4 separate regions of the Mus musculus genome follow, and all the other regions are linked to region 2. Evidence: chromatin contacts called from public HiChIP or PLAC-seq and promoter capture Hi-C data. All regions are on one chromosome and are shown on one strand. The core of a region is the stretch at or near the end of the contact, and the rest is flanking DNA. Distances in the headings are between cores, read along the strand shown.

Region 1 (6,386 bases), core at 828-3,327, 730 kb after region 2:
CTTTTGAAAACTTACTATCTTTTGTTAAGTCAGTGAATATAGTGAATATATGCAGGGGATGTTTGGGTAGAACAAATACAACTGCTTTATTACAAATATCTCATCTAACAAGGTAATTTTTTTTTCCAAGTTAGCAACTGTTAGTATCTAAAAGAACCAAACCTTACAAACCAAAGTTGGGAAGAGTCTGTAATAATTTAAAAATTTTCAATCACATTTGGATGGACTTTGGGGGACACTTTGCAAACAATCAAGTTTATACAGACTAGAACTTAAGAGTTGCTGTAAACCTTGATAGATATGCGCAAGTCTTGTGTTTTACAAATAGGTGGGTTATGGGAACCGTTGAGCATGGCAAATAGTGAGTAAATTTGCTGAAGCGTTTACTGAATAAATGGTTGACAGTGGGAAGAGAAGGGCATCTTTGTCTCTTTGCCACCAAAGAATTTAAGTTATTTCTACTTAAAAAATAGTATTATTGGCAATAGTTATGAGATATGTGGCAGACTCAACATATGTAAATTTCAATATATTTTTCTTTTTCTAAACATTTCTTAGATAGTGAAATAGGGGAGTCTTAATACTACTAGCTGGTTTAATAGCCTTGCCAAAAAGATATTGACTAGTGATTTTTAATATGCGACTAGGGGATATGAACACGTTCTATTACATGTCTGTGCTATTTTGTGGTTACAACCTTGATGATGACATGAAAAAAATCTTGCATATTTTCAGGTAACATGAACTGCTAGTAAATGCTAATCTACTAGCTGTGCATACCTGATGGTTGGGGCTGGTACTGTGAATGGGCAGAGTGAAAGCTCTGACATTAGCAAAAAAGATACAACATTTTTGCTGACTGAAAAGCCCAAATCCATACTATCCTCAGACCAAACAGATGTGAAAATGATTGTGACTTGAGTTAGGTTAGCTTATAGTCTTACAGTTCATTTTGGATCATGTACAGGAAGAATATGTATGGTAGTTTGGGCTGAGTTCAGGGTATGCTCTTGAGAGAGCAATGGTCTAGAGACCATTGGGAAAATACTTAAAAGATATCAGGTGTCAAATTCAGACAAGAGACTGCATTTGACAGGCTGTGGCATTGTTTATATGGTTTTAGGTCACCAAACTAAGACTTGTGGGTAGGTAACTTTTTGTTTCATAATGAATAATATTCTAACAAATGAGTTTGTAAAGTAAATCATCTTTATTTAATTTTGCTTGTTTATTTTGTTGCTACCAGAAATTGAATTTGAAGCTTTATACACCTTGGACCAGATTTCTGCAACTGAGCTATGTACCCCAGCAAAAAATAGTCTTTAGATGTAGTGAATTATCTATCAATAGCTGCATATACAATAGATAATATTCAAGATGACATGGAATGGGAAGGTGCAGAGGCATTTATTCCAGCTTCCATTTTGGAAACGTTTAGACTTACCACACTGAGAGCTCTTGAAAGTCCTTCATGTTATATAAATATCAACCTAAGGAGCAATGAGTCGAGCGAGGAACTTGCTTTATTAAGCATCCAAAAATGTTGAGGTTTAAGTTGTTTGCAGATTCCAAATGGCTTTTACCTTTCTAGAATCTACTTTTAAATTATTTTGGTGTTTTAAACAATGTAACTTTAACTTTAGATTTTTCTTACAAAATTAGGACACTTTTCCTTACCTTTCCTTCAGGTGCATCCATGTAGAATTAATGTTTTTGTATATCTGTTAAGTTTTATCTGCATTTTAAATTTAAATTGGCAACATTTTTCATAGTAATGTGCTTTTTGTTTGTTTGTTTGTTTTTTGTTTTTTGTTTTTTGAGACAGGGTTTCTCTGTATAGCCCTGGCTGTCCTGGAATTCACTCTGTAGACCAGGCTGGCCTGGAACTCAGAAATCCACCTGCCCCTGCCTCCCAAGTGCTGGGATCAAAGGCGTGCGCCACCACCACCCGGCAGTAATTTGCTTTTAAACTCTCTTCTTCAGGTGGTTGAAGATTACGCTGGACGTTGGCAGGTCCCGTTGCCACAGCTTCAGGTTCTTCAGACTGCACTGTGCTGTTTCACGTCAGCCAGCGCGTCGTTCCCAGACGAGTGTGAGCACGTACAGTATGTTTTGAGTAGTCTTGCTGTGTAAGTACTCTTTAGTTCTTATCAACACATTGTGGGCTTTAGGCGTTTCTTCTGAGGAAGAACCCTTTCCTAATGTGGTCCCTCAAAACCAAACTGCCATTTCTCCAAGTGGTCTTGGCAAATTCAAATGATACGTCTCAGAATATGCTAATTGAGGCCACGATAGTTAGCAGAGATGGACCTTAAAGCCTTCCAGAAAGAGGTGAGGAGACTCCCAGTTAAAAAAAAAAATGCTTGTAGATAACATTGAATGAAAATTATAAACTGGGCATTTGTATTTTTCCTTCTTGCTCTCCTAGGAGTCCATTAAAATAATAGTAAAAAAGTAAAAGAAATACAGAGAAAAGAAAATAGGTAAGGATCAACAGTGATAACAAGACAGCCAGAAAGGATATAGAATATGCACGAGCAAGTTCAAACCTATCTATTGTTTGCATTTGGCCTCATTTTACACTCTCAGCACAACACTGGGCTGTGAAATTATCCACTGCCAAATTTAACAAAAGTACCAGGTTAAGTCTCTAAGATTAACATCTCAAGTTCTTACTGATTTAGGTGTGCATATACTTAGTTATAAAGTGGGTTTAAAAACAGTGTACTGAGCCTGACGTGGTGGCCCACGCCTTTGATCCCAGCACTTGGGAGGCAGAGGCAGGTGGATTTCTGAGTTCGAGGCCAGCCTGGTTTACAGAGTGAGTTCCAGGACAGCCAGGGCTACACAGAGGAACCCTGTCTTGAAAAACCAACCCCCCTCTCCCCCCCAAAAAAAACCCCAAAAAACCAAAACCTACCAAAACCAAGCCAAACCAGTGTACTGTGTACTGAGTAAACCAAGTAGAAGGAAGCCTGTGTTCCTTGCCTGTCTACAAGTAGGCAGAGACTGTGAGTATGCAAGGTGTGAATTGTCCATAGGAGCTGCCCTTATTTGTTAGCATATGGGTGAAAGAGTTACTTGTAGATTTGGTTTTTTGTCAGGCCATTCAGCAGGCTTAAGGGTCCTGGTTTGTTTCCTACTTCTAAAGAAATTAAATGATATTAGTGTAGTGACCTTTGCATTCTCTTATTGAAAGATTCCTCCTGGAATAGCTAGCTGTTGACTTAATTACTCTAAAAGGTTCATAAATCAAAAAAAACCCATGCTCATAGGATTCCCAGTTTTCTATGTGTAGTCTTATTTTTAAATTACTAATGGTTATTAAAGAATCATCTACACATTTCAAGATTGCCTTAAGTGTGAAAGAATACAATGGAAAAAACTGAAGAAAAAAAAAAGTAACAGAAGAATGGTGTTAATGTGAGAAACCAAAACATTACAACCTTAAATTGTATTACATTTTCAAGAGAGAGTTGAGAAAACAGGTGTAACATTCAAACCACATGATGGTTTATTAAAGGAAATAATAAGATACCAAAGGTAAGGTTAAGATTGAGAAGTATGGTTAAGGGACTGAAGAGATGGCTCAGTGGTTAAGAGTACTGGTTGTTCTTCCAGAAGACCCAGGTTCAATTCCTAACATCCTCATGATGGCTTACAACTGTCTGTAACTAATTCCAGGGGATCTGACACTCTGACACCAATGCAGATAAAAAACTAAAATTAAATTTTTAAAAAGTATCCTTAAAATGTAAAGCTAGAAAGCTAGACCTGTAAAGGTAAAGAAATTAACTAGGAAGTAAAACAAATCAAAACAAAGTTGAGTGCCTATAAAGCTGTCCATGGTGGCATATATGTGTAATCCTATTACTTAGCAGCCTGACACTGAAGAAGCATAAATTTGAAGCCATCCTGGACTACATAGCAGGAACGTCTCCTGAAGAAAATGAAATGCAGATATGCATGTAACATACAGAGAGGTTGTACTTATGTATTTAGGAACATATGTATATACTACTATACAGGTGCATATATAAATGTATATGTAACAATTAATGAAAAAAGAGACTGATCTAGAATGAGCAAGGAAGGTTATGTGGGAGTGAAATTATAACTTCAAATATAAAAATAGTATCAAAAGAAATGCAAAGAAAAAAGGACATTGTATTCTTTAAACGTTAGCTATATATGCTCAAAAGTGGGAGAAAGAAATATAAGATATCATGTTTTTAAATGTAAAAAGGGAATCTTAAAATTTTCATTTTTTTAAAAAATATTTTGTGATGCTTAATGGAATGAAAACTATATTTTGACTCTGTTTATAACTACAAAAATTCTTACTCAAACTAGTTAAGTAAAAATAAAGTAAGAGAATAGCATTTGTATGCGTATGGATGTGGATTTATTAGGTATCTCAACCATAAGAAAGCAAACACTGGAACTGGAACTAATTCCAGGATCTTCTAAATCCAATACAGCGAATTGGCTTTTTCTTCCCTAGCCTTAATCTTTTGTTTTAATCCTTCTAGAGTTTCAAAGAGTACTACATTAAGCACAGCTCATTAACTTAACCAGCTCCCTCCCTACCAAAAAACGTATGTTAGGCAGATGTCAAGCCCAGTTTGGATATGTGTCCCCTACTTAGGTTAATCACTATGGTGAGGAAAAGGTGGTTAAACCTTTGGCTTATTCAAGTGATATTCTCATGTCATCCCATTGAACCATAAAAATCCTGAAGAGATAAGCACTTCTCTCAAGAAATGTGTCAGGTAGTTGCAGATGGGTCTGGCTAGGTAGGAAAAAATTGTTGCCCACAATCAATCAGTCAGCCAATCAATCAGTCAGTCAATCAAACAATATTTTTATATTTTGAAGCCTTATGAAACATTTTCAGTATTCTCTACTGATATTTGAAGAAAATAAAAGTTACCTATGTATGTATGTATGTATGTATGTATGTATTTATTTATTTAAAACTTCAGATTTTATTCCCCTCCCAGTCCACTCTCCAACTTTTCCACATCCCACACCTCCTTCCCACCCCCTGTCTCCACGAGGATGTCCCCATCCCTGCCCCACCTGATTTCTAAACTCCCTTGGGTCTCCAGTCTCTTGAGGGTTAGGTGCATCATCTCTGAATGAACACAGACATGGCAGTTCTCTACTATATGTGTGTTGAGCCCTCATATCAGCTGGTGTATGCTGCCTGGTTGGTGGTCCAGTGTCAGAGAGACTTCGGGGGTCCATGTTAATTGAGACTGCAGGGTTACCCTACTCCTCAGCTTCTTCCAGCTTTCCCCTAATTAACCACAGAGGTCAGCAGTTTCTGTCCATTGGTTGGGTGCAAATATCTGCATCTGACTCTTTCAGTTGCTTGTTGGGTATTTCAGAGGGCAGTCATGTTAGGTCCCTTTTTGTGAGTACCCTATAGTCTCAGTAATAGGGCCTTGGGGCCTCCTCTTGAGCTGGATCCCACTTTGGGCCTGTTCCTGGACTTCCTTTTCCTCAGGATCCTCTCCATTTCCATTCCTGCAGTTCTTTCAGACAGGAACAGTTATGGGTCAGAGAATGAGGACATCCTTAGTTGTGCAGGCAAATGGATAGAACTAGAAAATATCCTGAGAGAGGTAAAGGTAACTCAATCCCAAGAGGACATACATGGTATGTATTCACTAATAAGTGGGTATCAAGAAAAAAAAAAGTACAGAATACCCAAGATACAGTCCACAGAACTCAAAAAGGTCAACAAGCTGAAGGGCTGAAGGGCCCAAGTGAGTATGCCTCAGTCCCACTTGGGAGGGAGAAGAAAGCAACCACAGTGGGGAGGGAGGGATCTGGGAGGGAAGGATCTGGGAAGGAAAGGGATGGGGGGGAGAGGAGAACATGATCAGTTCTTGGGCGGGGAAAAGGACTGAAGCCTTGAGAGTCAGCCGAAAGATTGGAAACAGGCAACCTAGGGAGGTAGGAGGTTGGGGGTCCCTCCAGAATGTACCAGAGACCTGGGAGGTGAGTCTCTCAGGACTGTCACCTTAGATGAAATGCCTTACATTGTTGGGGAGAGGGAAAAGTTTTAAATAACTTTAAATATTAACTATATTATATTAAGTATAATTACTTTTAAGTATAAATATTATTTTTTTGCAAAGTGCTATTATCCTCCCCCTACTTCTTTCTGTAACATCATTGTTAACTATAGTGTTGTATTATAAAAAAGTTTTAAAAGCTTTGAAAGTACAAAGCTTTTACATCATCATCATCATTATCACCATTATTAATTAATTAGTTTTGAGACAGAGGCTTTATATGAAGTCCCTGCTGTTTTGGAACTCACTGTATAGACCAGGTTGGCCTTGAATCCTGCCTCTGCCTCCCAAGTTCTGGGA
Region 2 (6,035 bases), core at 2,347-4,846:
TTTTCCTTTGTTCATTCTGACCCAGCATCTTATGTGGCACAGGCTGGCCTTGAACTGGCTAGGTAGTCTCCAACGTCTGATCCCATGCTTCATTGCTAGGAGAATCCTATGGTGTTTGGGAAAGCACTGCGGAAGGAAAGGGAGGCTGCTGGTCACATTGCATTTGCAGTGAGGCAAGAGAGGGTAAAGAATGTTGTATTCAGCTTCTCTTTCGTTTTCATCAGCTCCAGGACCCCAACCCTTGGAATGGTCCACCCACAAATAAGGTTAGTTTTCCTATCTCTATTAACTTCATCTGTATAATCTCAACAAGAATGCCAAGCACCTAATCTAGCCTAGATTATCTTTCACAGCTGTCTTGGAAGCCTAAAGTAATTTACATAACCCTACACAGAGATTTTAGTCTAAGCAATTTTAGCTCTAGTATACAGTCAAAATTAATCATTGCATGCATCCTTCTCCTCATTTTCCTCCTCCTCCTCCACCACTGCCACTACCACCACCATGACAACCACCATCTCCTCCATCTCCTTCACCTCCTCCTCCTTTGAAAAAAAACAGAATAACATGATCTGATTCACATTGAAATCACATTGAAATCTACTATTCTGAAACTGGCAGAGGCAGTAAGGCTGGAAGAAAGCAAATGAGAGAGGTGGTTAGGAAGCAGAACAGAAGGCTGGAGCTAGCTCCCTTGGTAGAGTGGTTTCATGGTATGAATGAAGTCCTGGGAAAGATCTCCATACCACATAAAATGCCTCTATGTCCAAAATCCAACCACTCAAACAATGAAGCATGCGATCAGACGTTGGGAGACTACCTAGCCATTTCAAGGCCAGCCTGTGCCACATAAAATCCTGTCTCAGAATGAACAAAGGAAAATGAAGCAAACACAACAACAATGAAGACTGCCCAAACCAAATCATTCAAATTGGAGGACAGCTGTGTCTTATTGGCCTCACTGTATTCAAAGTAAAGCAAACACAGTGTGGTATTATCTGTAGTCTATGAAAGAAGATATATTTATCTAAGCTAAGTTTTACTACTCCACATTCTAAAGGCACTTTAGTTCATATTCTGATGAGGAATTTATTTATTAAAGGAAACCAGTGTACAACGATCTATTTCTTGAACTCAGCAGTGGCAAGGAACTCAGTGTAGTACATAGAGTCATTCCACTTTACAATAGGTGTGGTTTTATGACCTCTATGCTGAGTCAGAAGCTGACCTCCTTCCCAAGGCAGTGAGAAGATAAAGAACTAGCAAGGAAAGAAGGTAAAGGGCACAGGCCACATATCTGTTCTTCTTCCTGGGATATCCCCAACACATAACAAGGTATAAACTGTATAGTTTTCACTGTCTGAGCAACTTGAAGGAACAATGTTGGGCCATAAGGAAAACATAATAGGATACTGTTACTGTTTCTTAAAGAGACTTAAAGAACAGTATTAAATTCTGCTACACACTATGTTTAACTATTTGTCTTGTTGATTTAACAGATTGTATACGACCATGGTGAGGTAAAATAAAGAAGATCTCGTTTCAGCTTAAAGCTTGTTAGTGCCCTAACCCTCAGCTGTGTTTAACTAGACCTTACTCTTTATATAATGAGTCATATGCACACTATGTCTGGGTTGAGTTTGAGTTTGGCCATCAACTAAATAGAATGGATGCCAGCCAGACTGAGACGTATCAAGTGGATATCAGACGGTTTCAAACTATGGGAGCAGCAAGCTGTTAGAGTGCTGAGCTTCGGTTGTACATATTTCTATTTTATCTTTATTGTAATGAGCAAGCCCTGTCTTTAACTCCCGCTGTGCACTTTTGCAGGGTCTTCCATATGGTTGCTGCTAAGTGCTTGGCATTTTCCCAACTGTTACAATTGGGTCAGTGGGGGGGATCGCTTAGGAGTAATAAAACAAGGGTGACTGCGGCAGGGAGGAGGGAGAGCCCTATGCACTGGCAGCTTATTGCCTCTCATGCATCGCAAGCACGGCTCTATGACATTCATTACTTTGGGCAGCTAGGGCAAGCTTTGTTGTTGTTGTTGTTGTTGTTGTTATGATTTTTCCATGAAAAAAAAGCCACACCCTGGCTACAGTTCCTGTCTCCCCCACTATAATTCTAATCTTGTTTACTTCACCTCCTAAAAGTGACTAAATAACTTGAGGGAGATAACTGTACCTTGCTTACTCTTGCTGTTCTCAAAAAGTTTTATTAACAAACTCTTGGCTAAGTTTCACTAATAGTAGCTGTAGCAGCAGGGTTATCAGTGTTCTCATGGGTTTTGATATCTTATGAGGTTAAAAAAAAAGCAAATCTAATGATCGATCCCCAAAGCTTAAACATTCTTGAAAAACATTATTATGATCCTAAAATGAATCATAGTAACGTTTTAGAGTGACCCTGGCATTTGAAGTCATATCTATGAAAAAAATGCTATTACTACTCCTACTATTAAGTACTAATAATTGAACCAGGGCCAGACATATAATCATAAGTTCTACCATTGAATAACACATCTCGGGGTTCAGCAATTTTGGTATCTTTGTTTTTGTAGTAGTTGTTTCGAGACTGGGTTTGTCTGTGTAGCCTTGACTATTCTGGAACTCTCTATGTAGATCAGTCTGGCCTCGAACTCACAGCGATCTGCCTACCTTTTTTGCCTTCAAAGTGCTGGGATTAAATGCTCCCCCTGCCTGTCACTGTTTTGCTTTGTAATCCCATGAAAGGCATTGCTGCTAAACAGGGGATTCGCAGGGGAATATGTTCAAGACATAATTATGATTGTAAATAGAAATAATACATTAATCAGGAAGATGTATACATAGTCATGAATGATTATGATTTCCATATTTATTTTATACAGTCAAGAACTTAAATGACTGTCCTTTTTACAGGGTATGGAGACTTTTGGTATTAAATATCAACCAAGTGCTATGTAGCAATTTCATAGATTCACTGTGCAGCCATTTTTTGGTGTGTGACTGTGTGTCTTTTCCTCCGCATTTATGTGACACCTAAACAAGTTGGGTTCTAAGCAAGAACACAAGTATCAGCAGCCTTTCTTGTTCCAAGTCAGGAGCATTAAACAATAGTGTGGCATTAGAATTCGCTTGTCACTCCTCTCCTGGACAATCTCTGAACCCCAGATCCCCAGGGACAGAAGCAGGCTGGTGGAAACACCAGAAACCGGGTGGTAGGTGAAGATGGGTCCCGCAAGAGGCAGCCAGGAGTCAGGTAGCATCAGGGCAGTCTGGGAAGATCACCTGGGACAAGCCTAGCAGGGCATCCCCTAAGGCCTTTGCATTGATCGCTTGGGAGTCCTACTGTCAATCAGTCTCAGGTCCGCAGTCCACCACACATCCCCAGGATCCCTAATTCCAACAACCTGGAACAACAAGGAAGGCGTGGATCAGGTTTCACTCTTGCCCGAGGTCAGCACAGAAACCAAGCGAGCATCTTGCAGACTCACGCGCCGCCAGCCTTGCCAACCTAGGTCCGGACGGGTCGCAACGGAAAGCAGGGAAGAGCGGGCAGCCTTTGAAGTGAGGGCACCGCTGCGGCTTCAGAGGCGCAGTGCGCAGGCGTGCTCGCAGACTGCGCACGCGCCGCCTAGAAGTGACTTCTCCAAAAAAGTGTCTTAGTTCCCGGTCACCTGAGCACCCAGGACGCGTTCTCGGGAGCCTCGCGGAGCCACGCCCGCCGCAGGTCGAGCTTGGAGACCCCGTCCTCCTCCTCCCGCCGCTGCCAGGCTTCTCCGGGATCCGTCCTTCTACCGGTCCTGTTCCCAGAACCGGGCCGGACCGAACCGGGCCGAGCTGGGCCGCCCGGGCGCGGCCGCTCACCATGGCCTCCCTCTTCAAGAAGAAGACTGTGGACGGTGAGTTCGGGGCCAGGCTCACCCGCCCGGGGTCTCTGGGGAGCTCCGGCCTCGGATCGGGTGCTGTCCCCCGAGGTGGGCCCGTGTCGGAGGCCCCACAGGTGACCATGGCTGCGTGACTCCGGCTCCACTGGCTTACCTGGCCGGCTCGCCCTCCTGACTGCCCTCACCCCACCCTCGTTTTTCTCCCCCCACCCTCGCCCGCCCCACTCCGGAGAGGATTTCTGAGCTTTCTAGGGAGGCAGACCAGTGCTGGCTCTCGGGTGTCATTAGACTTGGCGAGTTGATGAATTTCATGGTAGTTTTTTTCCCTGCTCGTTGGCTGCTCCTTCCGTGAAGACGCCGCACTTCCTGACATCCGAAAGGGATGTGTGTTTACTAGGGGACAAGGCAGGAGGTCACAGCGGGCCCACTTAGGAAATAAACTTGGGGCCAGGCTGGCTGTATTTTTACAAACACCTAGCGTTACACGTAAGAAAGACTCCAGCAGAAAAACCTAAGCCCAAGGGAAGGGTCCCGGTATAGTTTTTGCATAGTGCAGATTTTTCCTTTATGGTTATCTTCTGTCAACGAAAGTGAGGGTGGTGTAATTTTCATAGAAGTTCGCGTTTTTAAAAACACATTGTTTCAGGTGGCTTAGTGCCATCTTGTGATGAGGGAAATACTGGACGTATTGGAATGTACAAGTTTGGTAGCATTCACAGGCTGTGCTGTAGTGTGTATGTTATACGCGGCTGTCCCAGGTATTACATTCCCACCAAGTAATCTAAAAATTGCTTTTCATTGCATGTCGAGCCCAGGTTGCTGTTGCTTCAGCCAAATAATCATTCCTTTGTAAGGAAGGGTCTAGCCCAGCCACACAAGGAGCAGGGGCAGCTAGACTGTGATTGGTACAAACCCAGAGCTCAGCCCTGAGTTGGGGTAACTCCTTCATTTCTTTGTGTTCACTGTTCTAGTGCCAGATTTGGGGGGAGGATAACAAAGACACCATCTCTACCCTGCTACATGGCCTTTCATTTCCACACAGGATGCCATTTTATCCCTCATTTGTAAGACAGCAGAGTGCAGTTTTGCTTCTTCTGAGTGACTTTTTAAATTTTTGTTTTTTGTTTTTTTTTTTTGTTTTTTGTTTTCACTATGTTGACTTTTTACTAATTGAGAAGCACCATTTTCAGCCTCTGGAATTAGCTACTAACTTGCTATGTGGTATAATACAGTTACCTGAAGTGGGTGTTTTCTGGAATTTCCTGAGAGTATTGTTTAATCATTACCATGATAGTTTGGATTGTGTGTGTGTGTGTGTGTGTGTGTGTGTGTATTTCTGTACTAGTATTCTGTACAGTATTGTAATACTGTATTCTACTCCCTCTTGGGGTAGGAAATAGTCATCTCCTTGTTGCCTAAGTTTTATATTGTAATAATTATATATATATATATTTGTGTATATATATATATATATATTATAACTTTATATAGTGATAATGAGAATTTACTGAGCACAGAAAAACTGGGCTTCTTTTTCACCCTGTTGCCACAATTTGAAAGCATTTTTTAACAGTAAAATCCAGATATTCTAGTTTTAATTGCTTAATGTCAAGACAGACCTTGGTTTTGTGCTTTCTGGTATTTTTAGCCACCCAGTTACTTATCCTTGAAGTTTAGGGGAGAGAGGAAAAGACAATGAGGATGTTCAGGGAAGTGTAGGACTGCACACTCATTTGCACTTGGCTTAGTCCTAATAATAAGATTTTTTTTTCCTTCTGAACAGAATTGTCTAGGGGTTAAAAAAAAAGTCTTAAGGACTTTTGCTAGGTACTATACCACTAAATTAAACATCTTGTGTGTGACATTTCTGAATGTAAATTTGGACCCCAGGTCCAATTTGCAGACTTGACATTTTCTTCAATTATCATGTTAGTTTAGATCATTTACTGGTGCCTTAACTGTGGATTACTTCAGGGCTTTACTGATGTTTGTTCTCCTTGTTAAAGGGAAGGGCTCTTGTTTTGTATAAAAGGCAACAGCACTCCTCTCATAATGAGCTGGCACGTAATGAAATTTAATGTATTTTTATGCATTTCTCTCAGTTCCTGGGGCACGTTATTGATCATAAGATCTTTTACTGTGTGCTGACTTTTTATCTATTCCAGCA
Region 3 (6,256 bases), core at 3,284-5,783, 800 kb after region 2:
AAAAATTTATATATGTAAATGTACATGATTATAGCCAGATGTGGTGGTGCACGCTTTTAACCCCGGCAGTTGAGAGGCAGGAAGATCTCTGACTTCCTGATCTTAAGTGAGTATCAGGACAGCCAAAACTACATAGCAAAACCAAATGTTGCTAGAGCTGTAATATTTTACTTTGCAATCCATCCTCTTCCTCAGGTTACTTGCACGGAATGAACAATAGATATTTTCACTAATTAGATGACAGTTACCTTTCTTTGTACATTGACTTACTTATTGTGACTGATTGCAGTAGGAATAGCTGATGCTACAACCTAGTTTTTATTTTTTTTTGAGGCATGGTCTCAGCTTTACCTTGGCTGTCCTAGAACTCACTGTGTAGACCATGCTGACCTCAACTCACAAGAGATCTGCCTGCCTCTGCCTCCTCAGTGCTGGGATTAAACATATGTGCCACTATATCTGACTAGGATCTAGATTGAAATCCAAATAAAAGATTAATGTTTAGCCCTTTTTGACTAATCATCCTCAGAATAAACATTGTCATTTGCTTATTGTCATCTTTTAAAAGCAAAATTGCCTTATATTTTAAAGAATATGTCTATGTATTTGTGTTTTGTGTGTGTGTGTGTGTGTGTGTGTGTGTGTGTGTGTGTGTGTATACCATGGTTGGCATGTGGAGAGATCAGACAACTAATGGAAATACATTCTCCACTTGTGGGAAATAGAGATTGGCAGGCCTGGTGGGAGAGTGCCTTTATTTGCTGAGCCATTTGCAGGCTCCCTATTTTTATGTAAATATTTCTTACTGGAAACTCACTTTAGGAGTTTTGAATACATTGAGACATTGTGTTTTGAGCGGCTGCTTCAGTTTTGTCTTTGAGGACTTGGCTAGAATGTGGTTTCTCCTCACTGAGATTCTCTGTTAGCTTTCATCGGCACATTTTTTTTGGCTATTAGCAGTCCCTTATGTGTTATGAGTTTACCAAGTATTCTTAATCCTTGCTGGATGTTAAGTTGGGAGTGCACTTGTTTCTTTTACATTCTATTTCTGTTATTTGAGATTGAAGTTTAAGAGGTGTATTGTTTTTAAATTCCTGGCAATGGGATTGAACCCAAGGTATAGGCACTAGGTAAGCATATTAGCACTGGGATTAGCACTGAGGTCCACCTTCTGCTCCTACCCCCCTTGTAAGGTTTATTTTGAGACAGGGCAAGGCTGTCCACCTTGCCTCAGCCTCCTGGGGAACTGGTTTTACATGGCTTTAACTATGGTGCCTTTTACAACAAATACTTTTTTGTTTTTCACCAACAATGGATACTGATGACTATCTGAATGTAGTCATTGTTTAAAACTTTAATTTTAATATCTGAACTGGGTGTAATGGCACATACTTTAAATCCCAGCGACTCAGGAGGCAGAGGCACATGGATCTCTGTGAGTTCAAGGCTACCCTGGTCAAGCCAATGCAAGTCTAGTGAGTTTCAGGACAGCCAGAAGTATATAGTGAGACCTGTTTCTAAACAAACAAACAAACAAACAGATTTAAAATAAAAATAGTTATGCTGAAGAGATGGCTCAGTGGTTAAGAGCACCAAGTGCTTTTCCAGAGGTCCTGAGTTCAATTCCCAGCAACCACCTGATGAGATCTGATGCCCTCATCTGGCATGTCTGAAGAGAGCAATGGTGTACTCATATACACAATTAAAAAAAAATATGTATGCAGTTGCTAGAGAGATAGCTTAGTAGCTAAGAGCACTTGCTGCTCTCTCAGAGGACTTGCATTCAATTCCCAGCACCCACATGGTAACTCACAGCCATATTTAAGTACAGTTCCAGGGATCTGACTCCATCTTCTGGCCTGTGTACGTGGTACACATACATATAGGCAAAACATACAGGTAAAACAATAAAAATATATCTTTAAAAAATCACACTTTTACATATTTATGTCGTTAGTATTTGAAGTTTTGTTTGCAGTGAGTAATACCCAGAAAATGATAATGAAAAACTTTACTTTATACTAGAACCAGAAAGGGAAACATGTATTGTCTTTAGCATATTATTTAATCACTCTACACTCTGAAAGTGTTTTGCTAAACTGTTTTTTGTGCTTTTACATATATTTAAATATATTTGAGTTTTAAACTATAAAGTGGTAGGGTAGAAACCAAATGAAAAACTGTTGCAGGAAATTCTCTACTTCTGATGGGTTGACCTGAGATCTTTTGACTGACAGGGAAAGCCACCCAGGGGAGAGCATGTTTTAGTCACTCTGCTGGAGATTCATGTACTCACAGGGAGGACTGCAGTGTGACCTTCCCTATAAACCCTGGAACACAAGTGGTGGGAAACAACTTCAGAAAAACAATGTGTGTGCTATGCAAGAGATCCTGAAAGCAGTGTTTTCAAAGATCACAGACAAATGAGGACAGTGATGGCTATCTGAAGTGATTTTTGGCCCGAAATCCATTTATTATCAGTCAAAATCATACTACATGTTAACTAGCTTTATGATGCCATCAAAATTTCATATGATTGTTTTGTTTTCTTTAAAGAATCTTATTTATTCTTTGGCAATTTCATACATTGAAATTGTGTGGAAGCTTGACCATATCCACCCACTCTCCTTGCCTACTTCTCCCAGGTTCCTCCAGTATATGCTCACTGTCCTACCATGTCTCCCTCCCCACCGTTTGTAACTCTCAGTCCAGTTAAGGATGTCTGTTGCAGTGCCCACTGATCTGTTGGCTTGCTCTTACATAGGCAGCCGTAGGTGCAGTGAGTTCATGAGCACACCGGCCATGTCATGTCCCGATGATGACATGTCTCATCATTCTTCCACATCCTCCAGCTGCTTTATTTTTAAAGCACATTGACTTCACTGGTAAATTAATTTCAACAGGTAATTATTTTCTCGGGCACCATGCCAGGTAGATGAAACAAAATTTAGAAGCATCTTACAGAATTTTAGTAAGCCATAAGTTACTTGCTAGAAGTTTATTAGGGAAAGCAGAAACTATTGGAGCTGTTTTATCATCAAGAAAACAGTGAAGGCAAAAGAGGTAGCTCGGGAGTTCAGAGCTCTTGCTGCTACAACAGGATATGGATTCTTAGCACTCATGTTTCAGGAGACCTGATGTCCTCTTTTGGCTTCCATGACCACAGGACAGGCACATGACACAAATACACACATACACTAGTACACATACAAAGAAGCCTTTAGGACATAGCATTACTGAGAGCCAGTGTGGAAGAGCAGTCCTGACTTGTGTTCTTGAGGTCCTTCAAAATTTCCAACAACATTCCTGAGATGAGTCATTATTTGACATGAGTATGTTACACATGAGAATAAAAAGACTTAAATTTCCTGTTCCACTTTTCTTTGAGAACACAGAAGTATAGAAAACAAGACTATGTAAAAGGAAATATGTTTTAGTGTAGACTAAAATGGCCCATGGTCCCGTAGGACCATGACCTTTCTCTAATGATACAATGCAGGCTTCAGCAATCCTGAAGATGATAGGTAAATAAAACCAACCAGCACTTCCCTTTCTTAAAAGGGTGGGTAACTGCGGATATAGAAGGTCAGCATAGTGGCTCATTGTTGAAGTGAATAGAAGTAAATTTGGTTTTCTTGAGTTACAATGCTGGAGGAAAAACTAGGCAGGAAGTCATACTCCCGCCCCCCACTACCTGTTTATAGAGGGAAGGATCAGGGTAGAGACTGAACACATTTCTTTGGGGAAATATTTTGAGTATTACAAATATATTACAGAATATTTGGGGAAAATATTTAGTGAAGGATTTTCTCCACTCTTAGATACCTTGTGTAAGTGGCACATGAATGAACAAAGTGCTGTCTTGAAGAGCCGGTTATTTTAAGACTATGAGGTTATGTGGCTCTTGTACAAACAGTTCAGTTCTACAGAGCTGCTTATCTCTTCACCGTCATCTCGGTGGTTTGCCTACTGCAGAAACTGTTGGGGTTTATTTAAAACCACATCCAAATACTGTGGCTGTTAAGAAAGAGTACTCTCTGGAGCTAACTGACAGGCAGACTGAGAGACCATCTAAGGCTATCTATGGATAGATTTGTTTCTTTTCCTGTACATAGGTGACCATATTATTGAAAGAGACGGCCTGTAGTAAAAAATATTTACATAGATTGATTACTAAGAAAGCCAAACTTTATAGAGTTACCTGAGAAACCTGACTCCAGAAGACTTCCGAGAGGCCAGCAGTTTGTTATTTCAGGGCCGTTGGAGCGACTGACAGATCAGCCATGTTGCAGCAGCTTCTGCTGTCCATTGACTTCTTTTTATTAAATGTATTGTCTGGCTAGTTAGCTAATAATTTGACTACCTATCATGGCTGGAATCTTGGATTGAGTGAAAATGAGAAAGGAGGAGCCAGAGAGGTGGCTCAGTAGTTAAGAGCATTTGAGGCTCGTGTGAAGGACTAGAGTTTGGTTCCTAGCTTTCAAAATTGCCTACCACTGTAGCTCCAGGGAACCTGATATCTTCTTCTGGTCTCTTCACCATCATCTTGGTGTTTTGTGTACTGCAGAAACTGTTGGGGTTTATTTAAAACCACATTCTCTCTCTCTCTCTCTTTTAAAACCACATCCTCTCTCTCTCTCTCTCTCTCTCTCTCTCTCTCTCACACACACACACACACACACACACACACACACACACACACACACAGAGTGACAGAGAGACAGACACATGGACACACACACACCACTGAACACACAATAGTAGTTTGTTTTGGAACGTATATTGTCAGCGGCAGGACGGCATTCACTCTAGAAGCCTTCTTTGCATTCCAGGAATAACTGCCAACTCTTCAAGCCTTCAAAGGCCCATGAACTAGGCGTGTTTCCACTTGCTCAAGAGGCCTCTGGCCGCATGCACTCAGGTGTGGCACAACTAGTTAAAGGGTGTCACTTGATTACATCCCTTTCTGCAGCAGGGCATGCTGACTGAGTGAGCCAGAACTCTTCCTGCTTTCAGACCCTGGCCGTCCAATAAGCTGCTCCATACAGAAAGGAGGCTGTCTTCGTCAGGGTTTTACTGCTGTGAACAGATACCATGACCAAGGCAACTCTTTTGAGGACATTTAACTGGGGTTGGCTTACAGGTTCAGAGGTTCAGTCCATTATCATCAAGGCATGGTACAGGAAGAACTGAGAGTTGTACATCTTCATCTGAAGGCTGTTAGGAGAAGACTGGCATCCAGGCAGCTAGACTGAGGGTCTTAAGTCTATGCCCACAGAGACATACCTACTCTAGAACTGCCACTCCTCAACACGGTTGCCCGTGACATGAGCAGACCTGTACCTCTGACCTCAATGACTGAGCGAGAAAAAAGGGTTGAAGAAGCTTTACACCCAGCCCCCGTGTCCTCTTGTCTTAGTTTGCTTTAGCTCTTTTCCACCTTGACAGTCTGTGGGGTGTCTCAGGATTGTTCTCCAGCATCGCTCACTGTCAGACACTGGGCCTTCCCACAGCAGTCTCTGATGTGAGGACTGATGAAGTGGATGTCTCGAGTTCTGATCCTCCATCCAGGATGAGGGGCGCACAGACCGACTTCCACCACCAAATTTAAGGTTGCCAGAACAGATGTGTGTGTGTGTGTGTGTTCTATTTCCTGTTACTAGACCCTCCAGTCTGCTGTCACCAAGGCCAATTGTACTGTCCTGACTTGTTTCGTATTTGGGGCTTCGGGGTTTTCTTCCCAACAAAGACTAAGAATTGCAGTTTTACATTTTTTAAAAAGTTTATGTTTTGTTCTTTGAGCCTCCCCCCTACCCCCGAAAAGACAGGGTTTCACTGTGTATCCCTGGCTGTCCTAGAACTTGCAACTCACTTTGTAGACCAGGCTAGCCTCAAACTCACAGAGATGCTCCTGCTCCTGCCTCCTGCATGGTGGGTTTAAAGTTGTGTGCCACCATGGCCCCCCTCACCTCTTTCTTGATTATTGACATCATTCCCATCATTCCTCTCTTTCTTTCCTAAGAATTTAGTCTACACTCTGATATCGTGACTTTTGTTTTTCATGGGTATTGGGGGAATATATAATCAACCATCTGATCGCAGTAATACCCAATAAATCTCATATGCCACCATGAGTAACTGAGCTACCTCTAATGGTGACAGCATCCACGTGGGTAAATAGGAATGAAAACTGGTGTAGCCACTAGGGAAGTCGGTGTAGGTTCCTCAAAATACTAAAAATAACGACTACATGACT
Region 4 (6,283 bases), core at 465-2,964, 620 kb after region 2:
TGTCAGGCAGCAATCTGAGAGCAGCTGCTGTCCACCCATCCTGAGACTCCCCTACCCCTGTGGGTGGTAACCAATTGATAGTTTGGAAAACATCCTAGATGCATGACAGAAAGTAGTCATTCAAGTATCAAGAAACAGTAGGCATCCCTGTGGGAAATAAAGAAAAGAATCATTACTGGTTCCTTCCGAGAGGTAAAGAAACTGATTTTAAATGGCTTTTTTCTAAATAAAGAATATGGGTTGGGTCAGAAGCCTGCACAGCCTACCAGTATTGAATCTCAGTTGTGCTACTTTAACTGGGTATGGAACAATAAATGGATCGCAAGACCCTCTGAGCCTCTCTTTTCTCAACTGTAAGAGGATATAATAACATTTATTATGGGGATTATAAAAAAGACATATGAATAATTTCTATAAAGCCTCTGTGTGATTGCTCTTACCATTCTAGTGCACCACATGACAGATTATTTCCAGTGTTTCCTTCTCTGCTTGTTCCTGAGTTTTATTAAATTTAATTAACATATGCATAAAGAGAATGAACCATTTGAAATCTGTACTCCTGCCGTGGCATGACTGATACTGGGGTAGGCAGTTCTTAACTATTACCAGGAGAATGTGTATACTAAACATGAAGTACCTGGAACCTTTGTAGCATCTCCAAAAGTTATTTTTCAGAACTCTGTGTCTCACAAAAGCAACTGGTACTACAAGTGTGTGTGGTCTCATCAATTAGGAAAAGGCAGTAGGCTGTGACCCCTCTGAAAGAAAAACAGAGAAAAATAATTTGTTGTAGCTGTTACCATGGAAACTGGGGACCTCTCTTGGAGCCTTTAGCCTCATTGGTAAACGAGTTTAAGAATGGATTCAAATGGAATCTCAAATGTTAAGTCTGATCTATTCTTCCCCTGGAACTGGTTGGAGGGAGGGACTGAGATGGGACTCCTCCAGACCTGTGAAGGTATCCTACTATAGGTGAAATTTTCTGAAGACCTGAAAAATGCACAGAAATTACAAATCCAGACACAGCTTCTGGAATCTGTTCCATGGGGTTCTTTGGGCCCTCACATCAAGCATATAATCAAGGCTCACTCATGGTAAAGATTCTTCACACATCACCAAAATCATGCTTATGTTTCCTACTTGTATAAGCTTAGGACCAAATGGATGCTTCCGTCCACAGCTAAAAAGTACCATCAGAGTCAGCAGATAGGAATGTTCACACTTGAGGAAGGTATGAAGGCCCTGGAACTACCCAGGAAGATGGAGTGAAGCCTCTTTCTAGTCAGTGTGTCTGCCACATAAACACAGGGATTAGCTCTGACCGATGTTGAAATAGTTCTGGCTTGACTTAATTGCTATGTTAATGTAACATGGTAAACTCCCCAGAGACAACTACACAGATACTCTTAAAACTGGATAGAAAGTCATCATTGGGGCAGGAGAGATGGCACAGTGGTTAAGAGCACCGACTGCTCTTCCAGAGGTCCTGAGTTCAATTCCCAGCAACCACAAGGTGGCTCACAATCATCTATAATGGAGTCTGATGCCCTCTTCTGATGTGTCTGAAGAGAGTAATGGTGCCGTACTCATATCCCTTAAATAAATAAATAAATAAATAAATAAATAAATAAATAGTCTTCCTTTGCTAGCTCATAGCTGCATGAGGAACCAGCCCAAATCCTCAGCCCGAAGCCTTACAGCTCTTGGCTTTTCATACACAGAAACCACATCCTTGTTGACACACTTTGACTAGAAAGAATAGTTAACAGGAAGTAGAACTACAGAAGCCAAAAAGCACGGTTAGTACATTTAGGGACTTTTTATTCCAGGACTTCCCCAGTGACATCCTGGAATCTTTGGCTTGGGCTTTATCCCCATTTTGGCCTTTAGCCTACCTACTGGATTCCAAGGCCCTCTATCATGGCATCGGTTGTTCTAAGATCTGGATGCCTATTAAGGTCTAGGAGCTTGTTTCTTTGTGCAAACCAGACAAGCTGTAGTAAATCTAAGCAGCTGTCCAGAAGAGGGAGACAAGGTGGGGACGAGGAAGAGAGAAAGCCATGCCCTTTGAGTTAGCTTACATAGAGGGGTTAGCCACATAGAGAACAAAGCAGTTACATGGCAAGGAAGAATGCTTCAGTAAACGGTAAGGAGGACCAAAGTGTTACAAAAAGCGTGCTTAAAAGCGAGATTTTTAAAATTAACAGATCAATAAATAACAAAAGGAAAAGCTGCATTGTTTTTGCGTAATTCCCCAAAAGAGGCAGCTGCTAGGCTGAGACCCTCTAAGCTAATTGTGCTGGAGGCAGGAATTCTGGGAAGGAAAAGTATATTGTCTCACAAAAGGGAAAGATCATTCTTCCTATCTCATTAGCACAGTTCCAGATAGTCTCTCGTTCCTGAGGCAAGAGTTTTACCCTACTGGCCCTTCCATGCCTCTGGAACACGAGTTCTGCAACTAAGGAACACCTTCAGCTCAGCCTTTCATCATTGTGTCTGAATAACACGAACCTACAAAGGTCCCAACTAGCCCAAATCTGAGAAGCAGAGATATTCTGGTAAATTACATCATTACTGACTCTCATATCAGTAAGAAAGACAACTTTTGGGAACACTCGGTTTCAGAAGATTTCAGTCCACCACTCCAGAGAAGCTGTGGAGGGCAGCTCCATTCGGGATGCCAAGTCTAGAGAGAAGGGTTTCCGTATACAAGGCAAGCAGATGGAACCAGACTAGACACAGCTAAGGATACGCACCATGCCCTATCTATAAAGGTCCCATCTGAGAATCCCACAGCCTCCCAAATCCACCAGCTGGAGAACAAGCACTCAAAATATAAATCTGCAAGGGATACTTCAGATTCAGACCCTAACAATAATATTCTCAATAACTAGCCAAAATTATCTGGGTAGTGGCAGCACACCCCTTTAATCCCAGCCAACACTCGGGAGGCAAAGACAGGCAGATCTGTGTGAGTTTGAGACCAGCCTGGTCAATAGAGTGAGTTCCAGCATAGACATAGATATACAGAGAAACCCTGTCTCAAAAAAAAAAAAATAGCTAAAATGTATTGAGAAGATCAAACTAATCCAAATTTGACTTGTTCTTCCTATCTCCACAGATTCAAGGCCAGCTTCAGTTACATTGTAAGTTCTAGACAGCTTGAGCTGCAGAGTTAAACCTTGTCTCAACAAAATAAAATACAGTAAATAAGCAACAACAAAATACTTGTTTTTTTTTATTATTAGTGGAAGAAAGCCTGTCTCCAGACAAACTCTCATGAATAAAGAGAACCTAAAAGTCATCACAGATTTTAAAGAAATTCTGGGATGAAATGCTAAATTAGAAAGTCATTATTGAGAATGCCAACATAATTGTAGCTGCTTGTGCTTAGAAATACTTTTGTTATATAATTTAATGTAAGTACATTCTCTAGTATGTTAAGACAAAAAAAATATTCTCTGCACTTCATAGACTTACATAAATAAATACACTATTGTTCAGGTTTTACTTTTAAAAATGGGGAATAAAGGAAATCGTATAACAAGGAGAGAAAGCCAGAGAAGGAGTGTAAAATTTATCCAAATCTTAGCAATTGTGGTAATAGGCATAGGCCTGCCAGATTTAAAAAGAAACCAACTTAACTTTCAATTTCTTATTAGCAATATTTATTTTTGTCGGGATAGGCACAGCCTATGTAATCATGTCCATTGTTCATTCCTTACTTAAAATTCAGTTTTAACTTAACATTCTGAAGGATTTTAGCTTGTTAAACATGGCAGACTCAATATGCTAAATATACAAATTGCATTGTAAAAAGACATACATTGAATAGAAGTATGAATGGTGATATTTTTCCCCTTTCGGGTATTAACATGCATGGAGACAAAAAGGAAAGGGGATTCGGGCGGTGGTGATGCACGTCTTTAATCCCATCACTTGGGAGGCAGAGGCAGGCAGATTTCTGAGTTCAAGGTCAGCCTGGTCTACAAAGTTAGTTCCAGGACAGCCAGGGCTACACAGAGAAACCTTGTCTTGAAAAAAAAAAAGGAAAAAAAAGGAGAAAGAAAGAAAGGGGAAGTAACAGGTGGTGTTTCCTCTCATTTGTTCACAAATATTTCCTGTTATTTGTAGCCTGTTGGGGTTTTTGTAAACAGATAAAAATGAGAGCCTGTTTGGGAACTCATAATATTTGGTAGCTTCTTAGGATAGCGGCATTCAACATTCAGCATGAACATGCTAATCCAATAAGGATGCAAATCTAATAAGGAGGCATCATTATACATCGCATTAACTACTTAGGGAAATAAAAATGGCTAGAAATCAGGCAGCCTCCACAGTGTTTTAAACTGCAATTTATTTTTAAGCCACAAAATCATCCGCAGCCTTGTTTCAAATAAATGTAAACTTTCTTTGCCATAAAACTAAGGATGATCCGAGATTAAAATTCATGAGCTAAAAGAAAATATGAATGGTGCTGTATTTAATCAACACATGAAATCTATAGTCAGGAGGACTATTTCCAACAAACAGAAAGGAAACTGAAAACACATGTGCACTGTGAGTTCATTCATTATCAGCATAGTTTTATTGTTTGTTTGCTTTTTAATCAGAATAAACAGAAATGCTCCTGAAACTAAGCTTTATCAATAGCATAGCTAGGCAACTTATTTCAGTATTTGTCTGTCAGTTTTTGCTTTGTTTTTTTTTTAAAGAATTATTTATTTACTATATGTGTGTACACTGTAGCTGTCTTCAGACACTCCAGAAGAGGGCATCAGATTTTTGTTACGGATGGTTGTGAGCCACCAGGTGGTTGCTGGGATTTGAACTCAGGACCTTTGGAAGAGCAGTCGGCACTCTTAACCGCTGAGCCATCTCACCAGCCCCCTGTCAGTTTTAAATACACAGAATTTCTAAAGTATCTAAATAAACACATACATATACACACACATGCATACACACACACACACACACACACACCAGGCCAGTGAGATAGGTCGCTGAGTAAAGGGTCTGCCATTCAAGCCTGATAATCTGACCCCAGAAGGAAGCCCACATTCAAACAAAGGCAGCCGCATGCAGAGGAATGTAATCCCCACACTCCTAAAATGACCTGGTGAGACAGACATCAGCCCTGCTGCTAGCTTGGAGTACACAGCCCAGACTCAGAAACAAGAGAGATGCTACCTCAACCAAGCAAAAAAGAAAATGGAGCCATGAAAATTGTCCTCTAACGTCTATACACTCTATACACCTACACCCTCATACACATGTGCATTCATACCACACATACACACACACAACTACACACAACTACAACAACAATAAAATGAGAACATACACACAAATGAAAATTTGCCTGACTTAGAAAGGTCATTTTAAAGACAACCAAACTCTACTTGTTACCAAATAACTCTTAAGTAAATTCAGGCAGCCATCTTCTTAAATTATGTCTTTGGATCTATAATTTAACCTAGTGGTCCTAACATATAATAGCTATGTAAACTTTATTACATATAGTATACATTTCTAAAGATAGATATATATCTTTATACATATATGTATACATATATGTGCAGGTGCCATCAGAGTCTAGAACAAAGTATTATATCAGCTGGAGCTGGAATTACAGGCAGTCATGAGCCACCTGATGTTGGTGCTAGGACCCACACTCCTTCTCTCTGAAGCAGTAAGTGTTCCAGCTCTCTAAACTACTTTCTTACTTTATATTTTATTTTTGTACTCTCTTGGCAAATCCCTAATATTCCATATAACTCTATGTAATTTAAACTTCTGTCATTTGCCTGAGGTTGAAAACATTTATCTTATACTCCAATAATGATAGTTAATTAAATTATCAATAAAGAGAAAATTGCTCTCTTAGGCAAAGGTTAGCAACACATCTGCCTTGATATCCAGATGAGTCCCATGAGTGAGTCATTGCCCATGCTCACTAAAGCATCCTTGTTTTCCAGATCCTTGTTTCTCACAGCGGATGATTAACATTTCCATTTGCTTTATCCATTTGGGACTAACCTATAGAGGCTGCCCAATGGTGATAGCCTTTGGTAGACAGACACTCTTACACTGCTCCTTTACTTATTCCCCCTGCAGACCACACAGCACCTTTTGGAGCATGAAAAGTTGCCTGTGGGAATGAAGATTCCCAGTCAGTACCAATTTGATTCCCCCACATCCTATATCTGAAGTATGTGCTATCCTCAGCATTTAGGTCTTATCAAGTTCTGGTGGATAATCAAGAGTAATTGCAATCACCTCA

Evidence for each region. Promoter capture Hi-C pulls out the DNA fragments that hold promoters and counts their contacts. HiChIP or PLAC-seq counts read pairs in DNA pulled down with a chosen protein or histone mark.
Region 1: a contact with region 2 is called in a promoter capture Hi-C map of pre-B cells. The contact joins the enhancer-like site here to the promoter of Chmp2b in region 2. A contact is called at or near these places in 11 of 39 promoter capture datasets (the 3T3-L1 cell line, the C10 cell line, cranial neural crest and 7 more), 2 of 484 Hi-C or Micro-C datasets (bone marrow-derived macrophages and cortical neurons), 6 of 115 datasets of contacts at active chromatin or transcription factors (bone marrow-derived macrophages, embryonic fibroblasts, embryonic stem cells and 3 more) and 1 of 9 other capture datasets (adipose tissue).
Region 3: a promoter capture Hi-C map of pre-B cells shows a contact between it and region 2. The contact joins the enhancer-like site here to the promoter of Chmp2b in region 2. A contact is called at or near these places in 10 of 39 promoter capture datasets (the 3T3-L1 cell line, the C10 cell line, the HPC-7 cell line and 6 more), 1 of 15 datasets of contacts at CTCF or cohesin (large pre-B cells), 9 of 484 Hi-C or Micro-C datasets (CD4 T cells, the G1E-ER4 cell line, the HPC-5 cell line and 6 more), 23 of 115 datasets of contacts at active chromatin or transcription factors (the 230-238 cell line, the SCID.adh cell line, astrocytes and 17 more) and 4 of 9 other capture datasets (adipose tissue, embryonic stem cells, liver and 1 more).
Region 4: an H3K4me3 HiChIP or PLAC-seq map of pro-B cells shows a contact between it and region 2, with 5 times the contacts expected there. The contact joins the enhancer-like site here to the promoter of Chmp2b in region 2. A contact is called at or near these places in 5 of 39 promoter capture datasets (the C10 cell line, cranial neural crest, hippocampal neurons and 2 more), 5 of 115 datasets of contacts at active chromatin or transcription factors (bone marrow-derived macrophages, embryonic forebrain, embryonic stem cells and 2 more) and 1 of 9 other capture datasets (pancreatic islet).

Annotation. Positions count from the first base shown.
Region 1 is chr16:64,826,207-64,832,592 of GRCm38.p6, reverse strand. Zfp654 (zinc finger protein 654) reads left to right here. Exons shown (of 9, transcript NM_001347245.1): 2 at 1,984-2,129. Among named protein-coding and RNA genes, the nearest start is that of Zfp654, 22 kb to the left of the region's middle. Within about 2 kb of position 2,077, at least 7 of the 459 cell types and tissues checked have an H3K27ac peak or open chromatin away from gene starts, as enhancers often do.
Region 2 is chr16:65,560,323-65,566,357 of GRCm38.p6, reverse strand. Chmp2b (charged multivesicular body protein 2B) reads left to right here and starts at 3,596. Exons shown (of 6, transcript NM_026879.3): 1 at 3,596-3,883. The coding sequence starts at 3,850. Gm36457 (predicted gene, 36457) reads right to left here and starts at 3,550. Exons shown (of 2, transcript NR_166048.1): 1 at 3,496-3,550; 2 at 2,839-3,391.
Region 3 is chr16:64,756,453-64,762,708 of GRCm38.p6, reverse strand. It overlaps a transcript of 4930453N24Rik not described here. Among named protein-coding and RNA genes, the nearest start is that of 4930453N24Rik, 11 kb to the left of the region's middle. Within about 2 kb of position 4,533, at least 105 of the 459 cell types and tissues checked have an H3K27ac peak or open chromatin away from gene starts, as enhancers often do. A contact at or near this core is called in the 230-238 cell line, the G1E-ER4 cell line, the HPC-5 cell line and 9 more, where this site is marked.
Region 4 is chr16:64,937,447-64,943,729 of GRCm38.p6, reverse strand. All of the region lies in intron 2 of Htr1f (5-hydroxytryptamine (serotonin) receptor 1F), which reads left to right. Among named protein-coding and RNA genes, the nearest start is that of Gm33971, 66 kb to the right of the region's middle. Within about 2 kb of position 1,714, at least 73 of the 459 cell types and tissues checked have an H3K27ac peak or open chromatin away from gene starts, as enhancers often do. A contact at or near this core is called in pro-B cells and thymic regulatory T cells, where this site is marked.